2 separate regions of the Danio rerio genome follow, and region 2 is linked to region 1. The links are chromatin contacts, called in public Hi-C maps. All regions are on one chromosome and are shown on one strand. The core of a region is the stretch at or near the end of the contact, and the rest is flanking DNA. Distances in the headings are between cores, read along the strand shown. Region 1 overlaps grin2bb (glutamate receptor, ionotropic, N-methyl D-aspartate 2B, genome duplicate b). Region 2 holds the start of grin2bb (glutamate receptor, ionotropic, N-methyl D-aspartate 2B, genome duplicate b).

Region 1 (6,351 bases), core at 1,466-3,965:
CTGGGCGTAGGGGCTCGCGCCCTCCATGTAGCGGTCTTTGTCTTTTAGGCTCACGCTTCGGGGTGGAGGAAGCATTGATGCTCCACCACCGCCTCCAAACCCACCCATCCTGCCCGCCCCTTCCTTCTGTAGTTCTACAAATGTGTCATAAGAGTGCTGCCTGCGCAAAACCTTACCACCTGGGCCAAATTTCCGCCTCTGTACCTGGGTTTGGGCACCTGTGCCTCCCCCTCCCTTTCCGCTCTCCAGAGGGTGCTTGCCCGCAATTTGATCCAGGAGGAGGTTGTCCTCACTAATGTCATACAAGTTGCCCGGTTTCTTGCACGAATCACATCGCTTGCAGGTGGCTGAACTAGGGCGGCTTGAGATTTGTCCACTCCCTCCACTGGATCCCCCAACTCCCCCAGCCGCTGGATACCCACCGGCCCCGCCTCCCCCATGCATGCAAACTGGCTTGCTTCCTCCACTTCCAACTCCTCCACTGTGGCAACTGCGACATTCCCAATCCCCGCCGGCCAACCCTCCCACCCCTCCGATGCCCTTTTCCCAGCATGCATGGCCCTGTTGCCCAGGTGATCCTCCTCCCATTCCACCCTTACATTCTGTCTTCTTGGATTTACCTTTCAGGAAATCTTCCATGGGAACCAAACTAGTGCATGCTCCCCCAGCACCACCGCTACTAACTACTCCACCGCAGCTGCCTCCGCCCAGTCCCACTCCTCCACCCATTCCAGGAGCATCACTTAAATCCAAATCCCATGGGGATGCGCCTTCCTTGGCTCGAAACTGGTCTACATAAAAGTCCCTCAAATTCTCTTTGTCTCTGAACAGATAGGAGGTGCAGTTACCACCTCTCTGGCTCTTGCGCTCCACAGGAGGGGTGGCTGAGCGGTGTGCTTGTGTTGCTGGATGATGGTGGTGATGATGATGGATAGTGTGGTGGGGACGTCTCCTGAAGCCAAGCTCAATTTCATCCTGTTCACGGCGAGACTTGGCAGAAGCGGGTCTCTTTTTTAGGCTGTCCCTGTACTGCTTGCGCCGTTTGCTGTGCCCTTCAAGGTTCCCGTAGGTCACAGTGTGAGTGGAAATATCTGACACGTCGGATCGAATGTTTCCATCGTCCCCTCCCGATCCCACCCCACCTCCCCCGCAGTACCTGTCATGTCCTGCAATAAACCCTGAACTGGATGCCCCACCCTTGAAGGAGAACTTTCCATATAGATCAGGCAGGCCAGACTTGAAGCTTGACTGGGTTGGGTGACCTGCAATCAGGTCAAACTTTTCCCTGTTCCGATGTGTCAGCGACTGCCGTGGCTGGGTGGTAAAGATGGGCGCTACCCCTCCCCCTAAACTGTCACAATCGTACCCACCCTCCAATGAGCTGGCACTCCCTAAGCTACGAGGTCGGTTAGGCAGGGGACCCGACATACCGAGAGCCAGTTCAGATCCCCCATGGTGGTGTAGGTAATGATCCTGGTACAGGTTGCTGTCCTTCAGGTGCAAGTTCCCAAAAGTCCTCTCCACCTCGCTTACATAGTCGCTGAACATGTTGTCCTCTGGTAGATACGGTGGAGGCTTGCAGTCTGAGTGGCCTGCTAGGCTGCGCCGGTGTTCGCTGATGTCATAAACGGCTGATTCACGGTGGCTGTAGTCCAATGCGCTGTGGGGTGAACCATTGACCCCAGGCACAGAGGTCATGTTTTTGGCAGTACGCAACAAGCGGAGAATGTTGGAGTGGGTGTTGTTCATGTTCATCTTCATAGTGGCTGATGGTGAGTTAAGAGCTGATTTATTCTCTTCAATCTGAACACCGTGGATGCAACTGTAGATCCCCTAATGGACAGAAAAAAATAAAACAAAAGCAAAAACAAAGGAAAAGAGAAGGAACAAACAATGTGGGATTAGATCACCATTTAATGAAATGTATAATTAACACCAAACGTTCACAATTATGATGAAAGGTTCAAATCAAACCTTTCAAGGCCAACCTTTCATTTCTAGGGATTTTCTTTAACAAGCCATGTTTAACATCAACAGTTTGTTCATCACTGTCTTTAATCCTCTGACATATATACAAGAGGAGAAAAAGGAAAATGAAGGAGACAGAAAGAGTTGAAAGGAGAGAGAGGAAAATAGAATTTGTTCAAGAAAGAGAAACGGCAGGGGTGAAAGAGGTTGTGATTGATGATGACATGGTGACAGGGTTGCAGTAACTCTGTGGTTTTGACTGCCTATCAGTGTCTCAATCAATGCGATTAAAATTCAGCTGCCACCACTGTCTACTTCTCTGTCTCTCCCCTTCATGACTGCCATGACAAATTAATTGCGTAATATGGCTAATGTGTCATTGTAAGAAATACTTCATTGTCTTTTAAATATTGTAATGTCTTTTAAAGTTATTTAAATAACATCAACCATAAAAACATTTTTATTACAATTAATGCATGAAACGCACGTGGAACAAGCAGAATTCTCCTTAAAACATTTCAAAGGCTAAAGGTTACTCTTCTACTGGCGATCGGTCCCTCCGGTGAGGCAACATGTCAGAAATGTTTCCTGTCTCGCTCTTAGTCACGCTTAGTGTCTATCCACTCCTGTGTATTTTTTTTTCCCTCTTCTCTTTATCTCCTCTTATCTCCTCTACCTTCTGTCTTTTTTTAACACAGGTCATCCTTCCCAGTGTGACTCTTATTCTCATTCATCTCCTGACCCTTCAATCCGATTGGGCTGGAACATATTCTCCATTCAGTGTTATCTTATTTCTCTTTCTCTTTCCTGCTTTCTCTTGAGGGGTGCCTTTCTCTTCATTTTTGTCTGTTGCCTCTTTTCGCCTCTATTCGCTTTGCATTCTTTTTACTCGCCCAACAGTAACAGTGCTTTCGACATCCATCTACATCTTATAAGGAATTATATTGAGTTTGAAATCAGTTTCCTTGTATCTGGTTATAAACATATTCCTGCTGGCTAACGGATCAAAATTGTATTAGTTTTCCCCACAAGACTGAATAACTTGGGTATAGCCAGGTTTAAGTCATTTGCTAATTTGGTCACATAAACTGATATTCACTCTGTGTGTTCATCCCTGGCATTATCTGGGTCATGGCACCACTCCAAATGACTTGAGGCGTGTTTTGATGCCTCGGTGTCTAAAACGTGAGACTGCTGCTTTTGGCCTTTTTGCTCAAGATCAAGGGTTGGATTTCCAAATGTTGCATAAGCACAATATGGGGATTGAAAAGTATTGGCCTGTACCACCCACAAATCAAAATTAAATTAAGCATAATTGCATGTACAGTGCATCCGGAAAGTATTTATACCGCTACACTTTTTCCACATTTTTTATGTTAAAGCCTTATTCCAAAATGGATTCATTTATTTCCTCAAATTCTAAACACAACACCCTATAATGACAATGTGAAAAAAATATTTTTTTTAAGTTGTTGGAAATTTATTAAAAAATAAAAAACCTGAAAAATCACATGTACAGCAGTTTTCACAGCCTTTGCCGTGAAGCTCTAAGTATGATTTAAAAAGGCATACACCTGTCTATATATGGTCCCATGGTTGACAGTGCATGTCAAAGCACAAACCAAGCATGAAGACAAAGGAATTGTCTGTAGAGCTCTGAGACAGGATTGTCTCGAGGCACAAGGCTGGGGAAGGTTAAAGAAAAATGTTCTTCTGCTCTGAAAGTTCCAATGTGCATAGTGGCCTCCATCATCTATAAGTGGAAGATTTTTGGAACCCCCAAGACTCTTCCTAGAGCTGGCCGGCCATCTAAGGTGAGTGATCAGGGGAGGAGGGCCTTAGACAGGGAGGTGATCAATAACCCGATGGTCACTCTGTCTGAGCGTACTTCTGTGGAGAGATTGGATCTTTACAGAAGGACAGCAATCCACCAATCAGGCCTGTATGGTAGAGTAGCCAGACAGAAGCCACTCCCCGCCTGGAACTTGCCAAAAGGCATCTGAAGGACTCTCAGACCATAAGAAACAAATTCTCTGGTCTGATGAGACTGAATTGAACTCTTTGGAGTGAACGCCAGGCATTACATTTGGAGAAAACTAGGCACCACTCATCATCAGGCTAATACCATCCCTACAGTGAAGCATGGTGGTGGCAGCATCATGCTGTGGGGATGTTTTTCAGCAGCAGGAACTGGAAGACTCGTCAGTATAAAGGGAAAGATGAATGCAGCAATGTACAGAGACATCCTGAATGAAAACCTGCTTCAGAGTGCTCTTGACCTTAGACTGGGGTGATGATTCATCTTCCAGCTGGACAATGACCCAAAGCACACCGCCAAAATATAATTGGAGTAGCTTACAAACAACTCTGTGAATGTCCTTGAGTGGCCCAGCCAGAGCCCAGACCTAAATCCTATTGAATATACCTGGAGAGATCTGAAAATGGCTGTACATCATCACTTCCCATCCAACCTGATAGAGCTTGAGAGGTACTGCAAAGAGGAATTGGTAAAAATTCCTAAAGACTGGTGTGCCAAGCTTTTGGCATCAAACTCAAAAAGACTTGACACTGTAACTGCTGCCGAAGGTGCATCAACAAAGTATTGAGCAAAGGCTGTGAATACTTCTGTACATGTGATCTTTCAGTTTTTTTATTTTTAATAAATTTCCAACAATTTAGAGAAATATTTTTTCACATTGTTATTATGGGCTGTTGTGTGTAGAATTTTGAGGAAATAAATGCATTTAATCCATTTTGGAATAAGGCTGTAACATAAAAAATAGAAAAAAGTGAAGCACTACGAATACTTTCCGGATGCACTGTATGTATCCTTTTCACATAATACATCACATGTAATACAGTTTTACACAGCAAATGTGTGTTTGGACAGTAATGGTAGTATTGGACTGAACACGGAGACTGCAAAGATATTTTAACCCAATGCATGAACTTGTGGAAGCGCATCGCAGAGCTGGTGCAAATACAAGCATCAGAGTTGTGTCTAATTTATCATTTTTTAAAATCTTTTAATTACCAGTCATTCTATGCACTTTGGTTCACTCACTGTATTACGCTGCCTGACTGGGTTTCAACAAGGTCTCGTACCAACATCATGGAGGCAGGTACTTTTACTTTTCAATACTACAGCCCCTCACCTCTTTTTGCATTTAAAACAAAGTAATATCAGCATCGTTTTTCACATGTCAGGTTTACAGCCTTTATATAGGTTGAGAGATTGAGTTTATTGACTTGAAAAGGATATGTCTTGACATAATCCGGAAAGATGTGACTTAAGTCATGTATTATTTTAATCAAGACTGGACTAAAGCGCATCAAACAAAAACTATTCGAAAAATTGAAAATGTAAATATCTTTTGTATATTTTAGACATAACTTTGATGCTTGTGTTTGCACCAGCTCTGCGATGCACATCCACAAGATCATTCATTGGGTTAAATTAGCTTTGTAGTCTCCGTTTTTAGTCCATTACTTCCATTGTATCTGTTCAGCTGAGGGAACAGAACCAACCCTGTGATGTCAGACACAACGATATTCCAAGATGGCGACGCCCTAGCTCTAAAAACTGCAGTCAAACATGCTCTTGTCTTCAAAATGGTTACATTAATCGAGTTTGTAACAAATATTTTCTTTTAAGTGGAAAATTATGTAAACTTGGCTGACTGCTTCACTTCCACTTTAATGTTACTGTTAAATAGAATTTAAACTTAATTAAATTATAGTTTAATGAAAACTTGATGTTTAGGTCAAAACAAAAAGACAAATTTTCTCAATGAATGACCTAATTTATCCAAACTTTCATTTCAATACATTTTTACTGGTAAACAAGACAAAGATGCTAATTCATAAAATGATAAACAGTGTCATATCTATCTTAAATCGTCTAATTGAGGTCTGTAGTTCTTATAATTGAACACAATATGTGGCACGCCATGATTTTGCCAAGTATGATGCGATACTGGATTAACATCTATGTTGATCCTGGTACATTAGTTTTGTTCGAAAATGTTATCCATAACTATTCCCTACCCCTTAACCCAACCGTAACTGTTAATTATTCCCAAAATCAGAGAGGAATAATAGTAGGATAACTATCATGTAGAAGTGCATAAACCTAACAGTAAGCCTAAACCATTTGATAATTGGTAAATGTACCCTTTAATTCTGATTGGCTGATTGAAATGTTGTTTCAGGCTCAACATAGATGTAAATCTAGGAACGGGTCCTATACTTGGTGAAATCAGGTTGGTGCAATAGGCGAGTGATTGAGACGACCCAAGTGCATGTTTGCTTACAGATGAATAACATAAAGCTGGCACTCACCCTGCTGATGGAGAAGGTCATGCCAGGCTTGCCCGAGCACAC
Region 2 (6,351 bases), core at 1,014-3,513, 170 kb after region 1:
GTGCTGTAAAAAGGCAAGCAGTTTGAGCCCACTGTTTGAAATGCTTGAATGTAGAAGTCAACATTTGTTAAGCAGAAAAACATATAAATAAAATAACACAAATTTGATTGGCCTATTTTAATATTGTTGATTTCATCTTAAATAATTGTATGCACCTAATATGATCAACTACATTTGTCAAAATGGGCATAAAATAACATGAAACAACTTGTGTACATAATGATGGGTAATGCATTGCACTCCATTTTCACTCCAGTACAACTTCCGTTACATGAGTGACGAATGTTGAGTGGATTTGCAGGTCTTTTATCACTTATTTGATTGAAGTGCCAAATTATTTATTAATTATTTATTTATTTTCTGTTCCTTTTTTATTTTATTTTGTTTTATTTTAGTTCTTTCTTTCCTTTTTCTTCTGTTCTTTCTTTCTTATTTGCATGTACACTTCTTTCTTTCTTTCCTATTTGCTTGTATACTTCTTTCTTTCCTATTTGCATGTACACTTCTTTCTTTCCTATTTGCATGTACACTTCTTTCTTTCTTTCTAATTTGGATGTACACTTTTTTCTTTCTTTCTCTCTTTCTTTCTTTCTTTCTGATTTGCATGTACACTTTTTTCTTTCTTTCCTATTTGCATGTACACTTCTTTCTTTCTTTCTTATTTGCATGTGCACTTCTTTCTTTCTTTCTTTCTTTCTTATTTGCATGTACACTTATTTCTTTCTTTCTTTCTTTCTTTCTTTCTTATTTGCATGTACACTTATTTCTTTCTTTCTTTCTTTCTTTCTTTCTTTCTTATCATGGTAAATTTAGGCCCTTCTGGTCGATTTTGTTACTATAGACACAATTTGTTCTCATTAATGGCCTTTTAATGGAGGTGAGAAAACATTTACAATTGTGAATTATTATTTTTAATAAAAAAAAATCTATACTATATTAATATATTTTAAAATGTCATTTGTTTGTTCATTTTCTTTTCGGCTTAGTGCCTTTATTAATCTGGGGTCACCACAGCAAAATGAACCGCCAACTTATCCAGCATATGCATTACGTAGCAGATGCCCTTCCAGCCACAACCCATCACTGGGAAACATCCTTGCACATCATTCACACACATAAACTACGGACAATTTAGCCTACCCAATTCACATGTTTTTGGAGTTGTGGGGAAACCAGAGCACCTGGGAGGATACCCACGCCAACATGGGGAGAACATGCAAACTCTACCTTCTTGCTGTGAGGCAAACCTGCTACCCACTGCTCCACCATGCAGCCCAAAATATTATTCACTCAAAAAATATTTGTAGTAACTTTTTTAAATGGGTTGAAACAACACAATTATTGAGATTTTGTTGGGACAACTTAATTGTTTTATGTTAAATCCACTTTAATTTGCAAAAAAAAAAAAAAACTAATAGATTACCTTAATTCCTTCATGTTGTCTTAACACAAATTGATTGTGTGGAACCCAGAATTTTTTTACAGTGGTAATTCCTTTGATTCAGGCTCAATTTTCTGCACAATTACTTCAGCATTTACTGCCACAAGGTAACATTTCTTATAATTATCAATGCTGGAAATAAATTTTTGTCCTGATTTGTTTTCAGGATTCATGTGCACATTTGCTGGATAAAAGCATTGATTTCTTTTAAAATCTTTTTTATTTTATTTTTTTTTGCATATTATTCACTAAGTTGTAATAGGCCTTATACCCAGCAAGCATTTTTTTTTAAAAGATGTCTAATAGACATATAAACATAGTCTAAAACAAGACTAAATTTTGGCTGTCAGTAAAAATCTAATAGATGTCTAAGAATAGGCCAAGACTAGACTAGTCATTAAATAAACAGAAATGAATGACTACACATATAGGGTCTGTATGATCTGTCAGTTTGACAAGTCTAGTTTTGGGCTATTCTTTGATGTCTATCATATTTTCACTGACAGATCAAGTTTAGCCTTGTTTTAGTCAAACTGTCTACATTTAGATGTCTATTAGACATCTATTAAACACAAAAGTGTTTGCTGAGTAACGCCAATAATTTAATTAACAACATAGCCGGAGAAAAAAAAAAACAATAGAGAAGAAAGTAAAGCAAAGCTCATTTCTTACCTTGAACATTGCCAGCCCAACTCCCATTGTCTCTCCTCAACTCCTGCATGATGATGTGAGCTGGGTCTTGTCTCGTCCTCTCATAGCCCTGGATGAAGGTGTTACTGACCGCTGAAGTAGTTTGAAGGATTGGTAAGAAAAAGTAGGGGTGGTGTAAAGACCGTGGACAAAAGTAAACTCCAGGCTGGATGGCTGAGCACAGGCTACACTGAATCAAAACTATCAAGAAATGTCACTCAAGAAAAGTAGGGAAGATGCCTGGCTCAGAAATGAAGACAAAATTAAAGACAAGTAAGGTTTGAGCTATGCGAATGATGTTCAGTCACTCAAGAAAAGTTAAAAGTCTTATATCAAATCTAAGAAATGGATATTAAAGTTGAAAATGAACCAGGACAAAGATAGGCCTACAAAATGTAATATAAAATGAAAAAAGAGAAGAAGATAAAGAGTTTCTTGGTTAGACTAAAAGTTCATTTTCATCTGTAAACAAGTCCACAAACTCTGGAGTATCTCGATGTCCAGCAGAATCCAGTAGTGAGAGGCTTGTAGAAGTGCTGTCTGGTCTTATATTGTCATTGGTTCAGGTATCCATATAAGTCCTTCAGGACCGAGTCCTTCTCATGACACTATAGAAACAGAAAAAACAGAAGTATTGTCAGATTTTCAGTCTAATGACTTTAAAGGTCTAATTTGATGACTTTAAATAACTAAATGAGATCTTTTTTTCCCTTTTGTTCAAATATTTCAATTGATCTAATATAATAAATGCTTAACTATTTTGGAGCACAGAGGGGACAGGTGTTTGACAAAAACAGGGACACACTTACAAATGCATACTAATATATTTATGTGTGATATTTAGTCATGTTACTTACCAGTCTAACTGTCCTGTGGCATTTCATCATTATTTGGGTAATGTTACAAAAACATGATACACAAGACAGAGGGCGAGTGCAAGCATTCAAAAACAAGACAAGATGGTTGACCTTCCTTTGATATATCCGTTTCACCCAATAATAGGTTTGTTTGTAAGAAAAAAAAAAAAAGTCTTATAAGTTCATTCAAGAGAAAAAATGGTGATGATGGATTTAAGATGTCTAAAGAAATTTCCATAAAACATCTGAAGCTGAATTTCAGGAGATTACATAGAAGCAATCACAAAAAAGTTAGCGTCAGCTTAAAAGTGATGCACAGAAAATAAAACATCAGCATGAATGAAAAAAGGAGATGCTCTGATTTCTTTCCATATGAAGTTCTTGGATCACCATCCCCTTCATAAACTTAAATAACTGACAACATTTTTTAATTTTATTTAATTTCCATATTCAGAGGTAATAAAACATATTACATGAAATAAATCGAAAGAATATCAATAAAAAATAATAATAATTCTGTCACGAAATGTATCAAATGATGTGTAAAACTGATTTAAAAAGGATCATTTAGGAGGTATACATAACTTACAGTGGGGAGTGAAAAGTTTTCATTCTCTAATGAGCTTGAAGTCATACAGTGGTCATGTACAACAGCTAAAATAACAGATGCTCCAAATAAATCAAGAGGTGGTGATAAGAAAAAAAGAGATGCGATGACAGCCTGTCCGAAAAAGGAAAGGATGAGCAGATAAAACCGAGGCGAGTGACAGAAGAAAATTAAACACTCAATAAAACGAAGGAGTGACCATAACAGCGCAAATGGACTCAAGCTGGCAAGGAGGTGAAACAAAAAATGACTGCTGCACTAAAACCTAATCAATTTTTTGAGCAAAGACCAATTTATTGTTCACAATTCAGGTTTCATGATTCAACAGCTCAGAGGAGGCTGTCGACAACACAAATCACAAGTTGGAAATGTGTCCATAAAGAGAGAATGAGGCAGTGACGCCAACCTCACCCATCTCAGGCAAAGAACCGAAGCAGAAGCTCATCTGAAATGTGTCTGCAACCGTTTCTCGAACAAATAAAAGACACCAATGCTTGCACTGGAGATGAATGGAGAATGTTTCTGAACGGGCAGCTCAAGACCAGATGTGCATGATAGTGTGTTTATGTGTTTAGTGTGTGTTACAAAAGAAAGAGAGAACAAATGTTTTCCTATTTGTAGGTGACAGTGGAAGATGGACACGTTTGGAGAAGGGAGAAAATGGCCATGGAGAAGTGATTTTTAATTCCTGACACCTGACTGTCCATTCGTTTAATGACGGTGTGTGTATGTGTATGTGTGTGTTGATGTGTGTTTTATGTACATGTAAAAATAGGAACACACAAGTACACACACACACAGACAAACAGACCGGACAGACACTAAACAAGCCGTCAAACCTACCTAGAAGAATATTAAAGCATCCAGGGAAAAAAAGAGTGATACGTGAGGGTAGATGGTGGAGGATCAAAAGAACTGTTTGAAAAAAAAGACAGAAAGAGAAAGAAAACGAATTTAAAAAAAACGATAAGGAGATGGCTTGTGAGTTCCTTTCGCAATTCCAACCAACTTTCATTCAGGGAGCATCACACTTTCCAGATGAAAGGATGGAGGGAGGGATGGAGGGATAAGGGGATGATCTGAGGGAAGGAGAGACAGGTGAGGGAATGAAGGGGGTCATAAATAGTCAAAAACGAGAGTAAATAAAAGAAAAAAACTTGCCCCTTCTTTCTCTTCGCCCCTGCCTCGTCATAAATAGACAAAATTATACACCAAATAAATGGAGAAATAGATCAGGAGGCAAATGATGGAGAGAGCGAACAACTGAAAGGATGATGTGCCTCCCAGCACCACGATGAGAAAGAAGAAAAAAACAAAACGAAAGAAAAAAACAAATACTCCAGTGCCTTCCGTTTTCCTTCCTTTCTTTTAAACAGGGAGAGCAGTCAGTTTGCTCCGGCTGTCCAGTTGTTGCTTTAGTTCTTCTCTTTCTCTTTCTTATCTCTCTCACTCTTTTTTCCACTCTTTCTCCCCCTTTCTTTTGGCTTCTGTTGAAGGAGTCCTCCGTTTGCAATAAATAATAGCCCTTTTCCACAGACAGTGACTGAGGCAGAACAGTAGGAAGAGGTGTAATGGTTGCGATGTCTGCCCAAGAATTCCACACCTCGAGTCTGTGCTCTCTCACTCACTCACTCACTCACTCACGCTCTCTCTTGCACCCCTCCCTTATGGACAGAGCGCTGTGGAGTAGGAGTGAGCCAAAGAAAAGAAGAATGAGAGGGGTCCCTCTGCAGGATTACTGCACAATTGACAGAGAGAAAGAAAGAAAAAGGATGAGAATGTCTTCTTAATTCCAGTTCAGACAAGGTGTAATATGGATTGAAGCAGCAACCATATTGCAATTTGATTTTGAGATGGAGCGCATAAGTTACACCTAGAAGAACATTAAACATTTTAGCTCTAATTATTGACTCCCCTGTAAACAAGTCTGTAAAAGTGTTTTCCATTTATTTACGGTTGTAAATTGCATTATGGGAGGTCGACTCTGATCTGTTTGACTTTGGGTGTTGAAAATTCAACTCTACAGTTGAACAAAGTGACTTTTATTGACATTTTTGTAGTTGTACATATAATGTATAAGAAATAATATATAGAGAAATAAAGCTGTTGTAGAGAAACAAGGCTTTTGCACTGTAATATACAACACCAACCCAGGCAATAACTCATTTTAAACTATTTAAAAAGTTTATAAAAGTCTCTTTTTCAAACTTTTCAGGGTTAAAGAAGAAAGATCAAGATCCACAATCAGCCAATTCAAATGTTATCTCTCGACTGAATATGCGTTATCAATGGTTATCAGCTGATAGATATGGGCCAGTATAGGGGATGTTATCATCCATTCACATGGTTAGTCATCTATAGATCACATATGACTGCAGACAGAAGTTAACGAGAATTATTTATTCTATTTAATACATTTCCCATTAAGGCGACACGGTGACGCAGTAGGTAGTGCTGTCTCCTCACAGCAAGAAGGTCACTGGTTCGAGCCTTGGCTGGGTCAGTTGGCATTTCTGTGTGGGTAAGCTAAATTGTCCGTAGTGTATGAGTGTGAATGGGTGTGTATAGATGTTTCCCTGTGATGGGTTGCAGCTGGAAGGGCATCCGCTGCGTAAAAACATGCTGGATAAGTTGGCGGTTCATTCCGCTGTGGCGACCCCAGATTAATAAAGGGAATAAGCCGAAAAGAAAATGAATAAATGAAATTTCCCATTAATTGAATTTATTAAGGTCTACCCCTACCCCAACCATCACAG

What was found. Hi-C and Micro-C count contacts between places; a contact is called where the count stands out from the background.
Region 2: a Hi-C map of embryo shows a contact between it and region 1, with 2.5 times the contacts expected there. The contact joins the promoter of grin2bb here to the enhancer-like site in region 1. A contact is called at or near these places in 4 of 18 Hi-C or Micro-C datasets (embryo, hematopoietic stem cells, skeletal muscle and 1 more) and 1 of 4 datasets of contacts at active chromatin or transcription factors (caudal fin).

Annotation. Positions count from the first base shown.
Region 1 is chr1:48,659,241-48,665,591 of GRCz12tu, forward strand. grin2bb (glutamate receptor, ionotropic, N-methyl D-aspartate 2B, genome duplicate b) reads right to left here. Exons shown (of 15, transcript NM_001128337.2): 14 at 6,310-6,351; 15 at 1-1,833. LOC141386248 (a long non-coding RNA gene) reads left to right here. Exons shown (of 5, transcript XR_012407908.1): 2 at 6,284-6,351. Among named protein-coding and RNA genes, the nearest start is that of si:ch211-243a20.3, 28 kb to the left of the region's middle. Within about 2 kb of position 2,716, at least 5 of the 62 cell types and tissues checked have an H3K27ac peak or open chromatin away from gene starts, as enhancers often do.
Region 2 is chr1:48,833,770-48,840,120 of GRCz12tu, forward strand. grin2bb (glutamate receptor, ionotropic, N-methyl D-aspartate 2B, genome duplicate b) reads right to left here and starts at 2,264. Exons shown (of 15, transcript NM_001128337.2): 1 at 2,114-2,264. The coding sequence starts at 2,140.